2 separate regions of the Oryzias latipes genome follow, and region 1 is linked to region 2. Evidence: chromatin contacts called from public Hi-C data. All regions are on one chromosome and are shown on one strand. Each heading gives the region's core, a stretch centred on a gene start, on an enhancer-like site or on the middle of the called end of the contact. The rest is flanking DNA. Distances are from core to core; before and after follow the strand shown.

What was found. Hi-C and Micro-C count contacts between places; a contact is called where the count stands out from the background.
Region 1: a Hi-C map of embryo shows a contact between it and region 2, with 2.3 times the contacts expected there. The contact joins two enhancer-like sites. A contact is called at or near these places in 2 of 5 Hi-C or Micro-C datasets (both in embryo).

Annotation. Positions count from the first base shown.
Region 1 is chr23:19,216,902-19,221,146 of ASM223467v1, reverse strand. No RefSeq gene overlaps it. Among protein-coding and RNA genes, the nearest start is that of LOC110017604, 4.3 kb to the right of the region's middle. Within about 2 kb of position 2,681, at least 3 of the 8 cell types and tissues checked have an H3K27ac peak or open chromatin away from gene starts, as enhancers often do. A contact at or near this core is called in embryo, where this site is marked.
Region 2 is chr23:19,077,933-19,081,762 of ASM223467v1, reverse strand. It overlaps ppfia2 (liprin-alpha-2), which reads right to left. Exons shown (of 30, transcript XM_023952407.1): 27 at 3,567-3,635; 28 at 3,064-3,220; 29 at 1,358-1,446. The coding sequence ends at 1,391. Among protein-coding and RNA genes, the nearest start is that of lin7a, 54 kb to the left of the region's middle. Within about 2 kb of position 1,467, at least 1 of the 8 cell types and tissues checked has an H3K27ac peak or open chromatin away from gene starts, as enhancers often do. A contact at or near this core is called in embryo, where this site is marked.

The DNA of each region.
Region 1 (4,245 bases), core at 1,432-3,931, 140 kb before region 2:
GCCCCTTCCAGGAAGAGTCCGCACTGCCAGCTCCGCCCCCAGGCTAACACACTTACCCACTTTCTCCGTGGAGCTAGCGGTGATCTGCTAAACTCCTTCCTTTTAAATGCGGACACAGCCACAGAAACGCCTCTAGGTTGACGTCATGAAATGGGCGGTACCCACAAAGAGCGAAAGGCGGAGCCTCTGATATCAGATCGTCTTACTTCTGGGTAAGAAATAAGCTAGCAAAAAAAAACGAATTTAATACAAAAAAGTTGTTTATATATTCTTAAATATTCTTTATAATCTATTAGCTTTTGTTTTTTTTTAGCAGTGCTACTATTTCGCTAGCATTTCATTTAAACGTTTTAAGGTTTTAGCATAATTTTTTGTTTATTTGGACTAAATTCATTTTAAAACTTTCTGTAGTTATTTTAGCATTATTCAGCAAAATGTACTTTTTTCTTTTTCTTGCTACTTTTTATAAGATACTTTCACATTTAAACTTCAGCGCTACATTTTCATTTTTTTAAATTTTGTTTAGAGTTTTCAAAAAAAACACCTTTTGTGGACTGTTTGGGGCTCAAAAATATAAATAACCTTCATTTAAATGTGTCAACAATTATTAAAACTGTTCAACCTCTTTTGTGCTTTATATTTGTACTGAGACAATACATTTTAAAATGGACATTTCTTTCCACTTAAAGCCATTTAGTAGGAGAAAAAAACCTGACAACATGATAGCCCACATCAAAAATATAACAGAATAAATATTTTCTTTGGAAAATTTGCTAAACCCTTGTTATTATCCGTTTTTTGTGATCTCAAACGTGTTTCAAAATTGCTAATTTAGGGAAATTGAGTCATGTTTACTGATTGGAGAAAATCCTCATTGTTTTTTTCTCTTCCTTTAAGGATCATTAAATTACAGATAAGCCCACTTCCTGATTCAACAGACTCCCTCTGTCTGACATGGAGACACACTCAAGGCTTTTGGGGGCTTTTTAATGAGGAGATCGTTTAGAAATACACCGGCCAGCTTTGGAAAAGCCTTCTCCTTGGCTCTCTCTTTGAGATAAACAGGAACCTTCAGTCATCACATCAGAAAGTTTATACTGAAGGCAAAAATGTGTCTGGAAAGCCAAGTCCTTTTCAGAACCATCATTGTGTCATATTCACAGCTTTACAAAGGTAAAAATATATACAACGGTTTAGATTTTTAAAAAAACGTACATGTGAGAAATGCAGTGTAGTCAAAGATGGTGGTGGTATTATGGTTTGGGCTTTTGAAGTTCTAAATGAAGACTTTTGCTTTGTTTGTGAACCAAATGCAAAAAAACTTTGAAGTGAAAACCAAAGATCCTAAACACAAACATAACATCTAATGGGGAGAATCGAACCAAACAAACAATATATACTGTATATATTGTTTGTTTGTTTCGATATACTGAATACTGAATACATAGATATAGCAAAACTAGGATAGTTAGCCAAGAATTTATTAGTCAAGAATTGAATAGAAAATGAAATAATTGAAAAGCAAAAAAGAGAGAAGGACATAGACACATATATACATGTATATGTACACACACACATGCATATATGTGACTAACAGTACATGATCCATTGTACATGTATGATCCATGTATACATATATATATATATATATATATATATATATATATATATATATATATATATATATATATATATATATATATATATATATATATATATATATATATATATATATATATATCCACACACATGTAAGTCTAGCATCCAGTAATCAAGATACATCATGCCTGGAAATACATCAGTGTGTCAAAGATGTATATATACATATATATATATTTTTCCGTTGCAAAGGTAACACTTTGGTCACCTTCAAATCAAATCTCGTCTGAGGCAAAGAACACTTTTTGAACTTTTTAGGAAAACTAGGTAGTTTTAGTTTTGCCCGCTTTGCACAAATTGGTCCAATAAAGTTTGTGCTGACTCTCAAAGCTTTTATCCATCATTAGCTAAGCTCTGCAGATGGTTAGCAGCATGTGCAGCCAACGTGTGTGTTTTAGCAAACACACGAACGCAGCGTTAGACGTGACAGCTTTGAACCTTCTCTGGGATTTAGTGAAAGACACAAAGCAGATCAGACTTTTCAGATGAAGTCAGTGGGATCATTAAAAGACTAGGACCCGTCTGTACTTCATCCATGTTTTGTTCTTGTTTACCCCCCTGTTCCAGCTTCATACGTTTGAAGCTCTTAAAGGCCACAGCTGACAGTCTAGAAGTCAGGTCTCTTTTTGTTTATTCTGCAAGCCCTCACTCTACTTAACTCCCTCCCCCAGCCTGGTTCCTAAAGTACCCCTCCTGTACCATCGAGGATTGAGAGAGAATATGGAGCTGATGATGGATTCATCTCGTCTGTTTAACAAAGAAACCTTCCTGGCTCTCCTCTCAGCCTGTTTTTGGTCGCCTCGCCGCTCTGTTAGTCACAGTCTGTGCAGCCAGCATTGACTCATTCTCAACACATTCAACCCAGACGTGAACTACAGCAGAATTGGTCCCAGTGGGCTCCTGTGGACGAAACCGTTGTCTCCCATTAAAATGTGCCCATACAGCCTCGCCTCATAATGCCTCCTCCTCCGTGTTTGTGCAGTAGGCCGAGGAGCTGCGGTTCCTCAATGCGGTGAGCCGGGTCATGCAGGGGTTTCCCCCCAGAGATCTGGGCTGTTGTGCCCGAGCAAAATCACGGGGTCATAGGCTACCTCACAGCCTCCAACCTTTACCCCGCCCTCCGACAACCTGCGATGATCCCCCTCCTCAGGGGTCAACGTGGATCTATTTTTATGAAAACACACAGGAACGCCATCCTCTTGTGCTCCAGCAGGGAGGAGATTGTTGGAGGTGAGCTTCCAGACAGCTTTGAAGTATGAAGGTTATCTTTCTTTTTTGTCACTTGTGTTTTGCTTTCTCTTAACGTCATGATTAAAGCGGTGTAGATTTGCACTGTAAGGTCATCAGAGAGCATGGAGGCAAGTCTTATCTTTAGGGAAGAAACGGTTTGTTTTGTCTCACTTTTAAAGAAGAAATAGGATCTGTTTTTGTTGGAAAAAGTGATCAAAAATGCACCAAATCTTCTTTTTGAAACACAAATGGAATCTTTTGATCATAGCAGCGCTTCTCTTTTTGGTTTTTGCCGCTGAGTTTTTCTGTATTACAAGTTTTTCCAACATACTTTTATATAGACAGTGCAGCAGAAGCTGTTCAGACGCACAAAGCCTTTGATTTGGTTTACTTTCAGGATCCAAGCCAGCTGGAAAAAGTGTGTCTTCAAACAAATTGAGTGGAACCAAAAGAAAAAGCTCTGAGATAGCAAGCAGCTAAACTTGCAAACGGTCAGACAAATAAAATAAACTAGCACAAAAAGTCAGGACATTGGTGTTTGGTTGATTAGCTTTAAAATGTGAAAAATAGTTCACACCAAAAAACGAAAATGCTTCTAAGATGGAAAATATTATGGATTTTTCTTTAATATGGAACCATATTGGTAAGGAAGACGCATTTATAGGAAAAGTACTAGAATATCGGAAAAGTTTGTCAAACATGGCGACCGACCAGTATTTATTGGTCGCTCTGACACAAACAATTCAAGGTGGTACCACAACCACCAGAACCAGAACCAGCAGACTAAAAGACAGTTTCGTCCATCAGGCGATATGGACACTCAGCTCCCTCCCTGCCCTCCCCCCTCTGGCCCCTCCACTCCGTCCTACAAGCCCACACTGAAAACTTTCACAACAGTTCAGATCACCACTTTCACCAAAGACTGCCATCACCACCTCATCCACTTACTGTTCTCAGCACTGTTGTCACTTTAAACTGCCACTTTAACCATCTCATTGCTCTCTGCACTGTTTAGACTACTGTTATTCTTCTTATTATTGCTGTCTTTTTATCTATTGTTTAAGTCGTTTATTTATTTATTTTTTATATGCTGCTTGCACTGTGGGGTGAGAGGAAAGCAATTTCATCTGTGCTGTATGTCTTTATGGATGCAGTACATTTGACAATAAAGCCGACTTTGACTTTGACAACTGGGAAGTGGGATTGAGGCCAAGATTGCTGGCAAGTTGTTTTACCCCCAACCACTCTCAGATTCCAGATCTAGTCAGCTCTGTAGCGTTTTCACCTTTGAGGATTGAGTTCAGTCCCAGAATGTTGAAGCATCGCACTATTATTGGCCACTACTCGCAAAAGCAC
Region 2 (3,830 bases), core at 218-2,717:
CAGCTGGTATTTGAAGACGATTATTAATAAATGTAAACCAGATACAAACCTTTTATTTTTCTTGTCATAAAACAACTTTTAGGTCAATGAAATTTTTTTTAAACCCCTTGAGATTTTGTGTGGTAGCTAACAAACTTAGGATAACAAATATTTAAGAAAATCAAAACCTCGTCAAGGTCATAATCAGAGGAATCAGCGTCCATTTGAGCCTCGTTTTTCCCCGTCCATCGTTTTAAAGCTGGAATTCATGGTGGAAGTTTTTGCTAACAGACTCGTGAGAGTTTAATGCATTTATATTGAAATCCTTATTTCTTCCTCAGTGCATGAATGGTAGGTTCATTCATAATTTTAACACTAAAGAAGAAATCAGATTAAATTAGTTTGTTGCCACATAGAAAAGGTTTACATTGTGATAAATCCTATGTCAAACTAATATTTTACCATGACAATGTAAAGCCTTTTTCTCCACAAGAATCATGTGATTTATCATAAAGTATGTAAATGCCAAAATAAAAGAATGTGAAAATAAATATATTTTACTGTATGAGTTGTCTGACTGAAAAACTATTAATAATTCATTATGTTAATTCTGAATGACGAAACCGCAGATGCACTGCAGACGAACGGCAAACACAAAGCAGATGCACCAATGGAAATCAGACTTTAGAGAAGACACACAGCACAGTCATTAACGGGAAAACTAATTTCTTTTGGGTTATGACAAATGTATGTACCTTTTGCTTTTGTGGATTTGTTTTCTTTTGTTACGCAAAAGAAATGAAAAAAGAAATCTGTGTTGTAACTATATCAACTTGAAGAAACCAGTTAACCTTAACAAACATAACACTTAAAAAAAAAAAGGCTGATCGGTCAGTTTCATGACATTTTAAGTGTGGTTCCAGGACCGGAGATTATTTTTGTGGAACAGATTTAATGTTAACAGGAAGTAGACTGTTTTTATTTAAGTAAACTATCAAAATAATTCACATAAAACAATTTTTTCATTTCTTGTATTGCTTATTTAGGGAAAACTTTCTTTTTTACATTTTTGTGAGTAACTAACAGTATAGTTTCTTTACGATGTATCAGACACACTAATCTGTTTTGTTTAGAAGCAAGCGAGACATTGAACCTTCCATGAGCAGATTCTACAGGACCCGACTGGTGCTTTTGGACAGATATGAATCAGAGGAAGTCAGGAGGAAGCTGCAGCGTGCAGCCGGCCCTGCTGGCTCCCATCGGCTCATCTCGCTTCAAGCTGTCCTCATTCGGCACTCCTTCATCCAAAATCTATTTTTATTGTCCCTCAGTACAGCTTTGCATTGGACACAGCGACAGTCTGAGTTGTGTTACATACAGCGTACAGTTTAAGGTCCCCCTCTTCCTCCTCTCAGCAGGAGTAGGTTCTCACCGTGGTGTCCAGCCGCTGCACCGCACAAGGTCCAACTGCAGGGGGAGACGGAGACATGATCACTATTGACACAGAACCAGAAGTTCCAGTTTGAAGGGGAGCACTTTTACTCCACACAACGACGTCACCGTGAGAGGACAAAACCATGGATCAAAGGAAGTGCTGTTTAGTCGACTGTGAGGGTTTCAGACTGGAGAGATTAGCCATGAAGGATCACGGGGGAGCTGTTTTAGTGTCTTTGAGAGGTTAGTTAAAAAAAAAAAGTAAAAGTGCTTTTGTTCATGTCAGATGGAACAGTGCTGGCCTATGATCACTCATAACCCGATTATCACATGATGCTGAACCTGCAATTTTCCAAAGTTGAAACAAGTGGGAAAAGATTGAAAAATAATAGAAACTTTGTCTCATGAAATGGGAACTTCTCATACATGTGAGCAGGAATAAAACCCTCCGTTCATAACAAGTGATTCAGTTTAGCCTCAGCAGTTGATTCAGTGAGATAAAAATAAAAGCCTTTTCAGCCAGTTCTTTCCTGTAACTGAAGTGAAACAACAAAATATCTTTTTTTTGTTTTGTTATGAAAACATCAATATGTATTTAAGTCAATTTACCGTTCTGCCATCTAATGTCTTTTTTTAAAATTAGTCAATTATTTTGTTATGTACCAAAAGTACACTGATTTACAGATGTTTTGCACCATGGAGGAACAAGATTAGCAATGGAAGGAAAAAGTATCAAGAGCAACATAAAAAAGTAGCAAACTGGTAGCAGTGAATGCAGTTCAGTGTTTTTTTTGTGGTAAATTTCATTCCTGGCAGTAGTTTTTGCACTTGACGTTTGTCTTTTTCGTGGCAGCAGTGGATGCAGTTGATTTTTCTTATTTCCAGAGGGCATTTACATGAATTTAAACCTGGCAACAGTGGATACAGTTCTCTGTCAGTGTTCATTTCCAAAGAGTATTTATACCTGGCAGTAACAGATGTAGTTGATTTTTGTTTTGGCATTCAATCCTGGCAGTAGTTTTTGGAGTTGACTTTTTTCTTTTATAGGGCATTATTTCCTGGGAGCTGTGGATGCAATTTCATTTTACAGGATACATTGTTTATTTTGTTAAATGACTCTTAAAAAAGACTTCATTGATCAGTTAAAACAAAACAAAGTATTGTTAGGTGCAGCCCTAACCTGATACTCCGTTAAAGGATCGGATCACGCTTCGTTATCACTTTGGTTGATAAGAAAACCTTTTTTTTGCAGCTCTCCAAAACAACCTTTATGGAGGTTCAGGTCTAGATGCTGAAGGGTTTGAAAAACCACAGAAGGGGGGTACATAGCAGGAGAGTTGGCAACAGATCATGTGATGAGGAGGGAGACTATGTTCAGTGCACACTGGGCCACCAAGCCCAGGAACCTTCAGAGAAGTATAGCTGACCTTGAAACCAGTCCAAATACATGTCATCAGGACTGTCGTCCAGCACCTCATAGAGGACTGCAGAGCAGCCGCCGGAGGGAACAAGAGACACAGTCAGAGCTCTCACAGACAGCAGAGCTTCCCGCTCTCAGCCGGACAGCTCCGACACAGACGTAAACGTCAGCGCCGGCTTTTCTCTGCACTTGAAAGCGAAATAAAAGCTGCGTGTGATACAGGCTCTCACCCTCAGGGGGCAGTCTTCGGGAGTGGCCAGACGTCGTCGTGAGGCGGAAACCTGCGGGGAGCGTTTCTGCCGACCCAGGCATCATGCTGATGCCGTGGATGTCCCGGGGTGGGAACTGCCTTCGCCATGACGGGCCCCGGAAGTCTTTGTCATCGCACTGACAATCCCAGAAAGACAAAAGTCTTTATTCAACAGTGCAAAAAACATGTTTGGACAAGCCTCAATCTTAATCTGGGATTGGGAAAGTGCTGGATTCACAAACAGGAGGTTACTCCTCAGTTCAGCCCTTTGTTCATATTCTGACCAATTCATGCTTCAGTTGTTACAACCTCCTTCAGTTATTCATTCAAATTCAGACAAAACTGTGGAATTTAGTAGCAGCATTGAAGTAAACTGTCTATTTGTATCCATGAAATGAGCATGAATGTGTTTGTCTCTGTTTTTGTTGGAATTTTTTTTTTTTTGTTGAAAAAAAAAAAAAAACCAACAGAGAGCTTTGTTACCTCATCCAGCCTCCTGTCGGTGCCCAACGCCAGCAGGTTATTGTACTCTCGCTCGAGGATTTGACGTGCCTGACGGGACGGGGAAAAAAAAAAGCTGTTTTATGTGACATAATGGCTGACACGATTTTTGTGATCACTTCCAACAGATTATAGGTAGGACAGAGCATCAGGGCCACCATTAAATAAATAAATACATAGATGAGAATGAAGTCCGTAAATTATAAGAAAGAGAAAAAAGTCAGATTTTAATATGAAAAATAATTA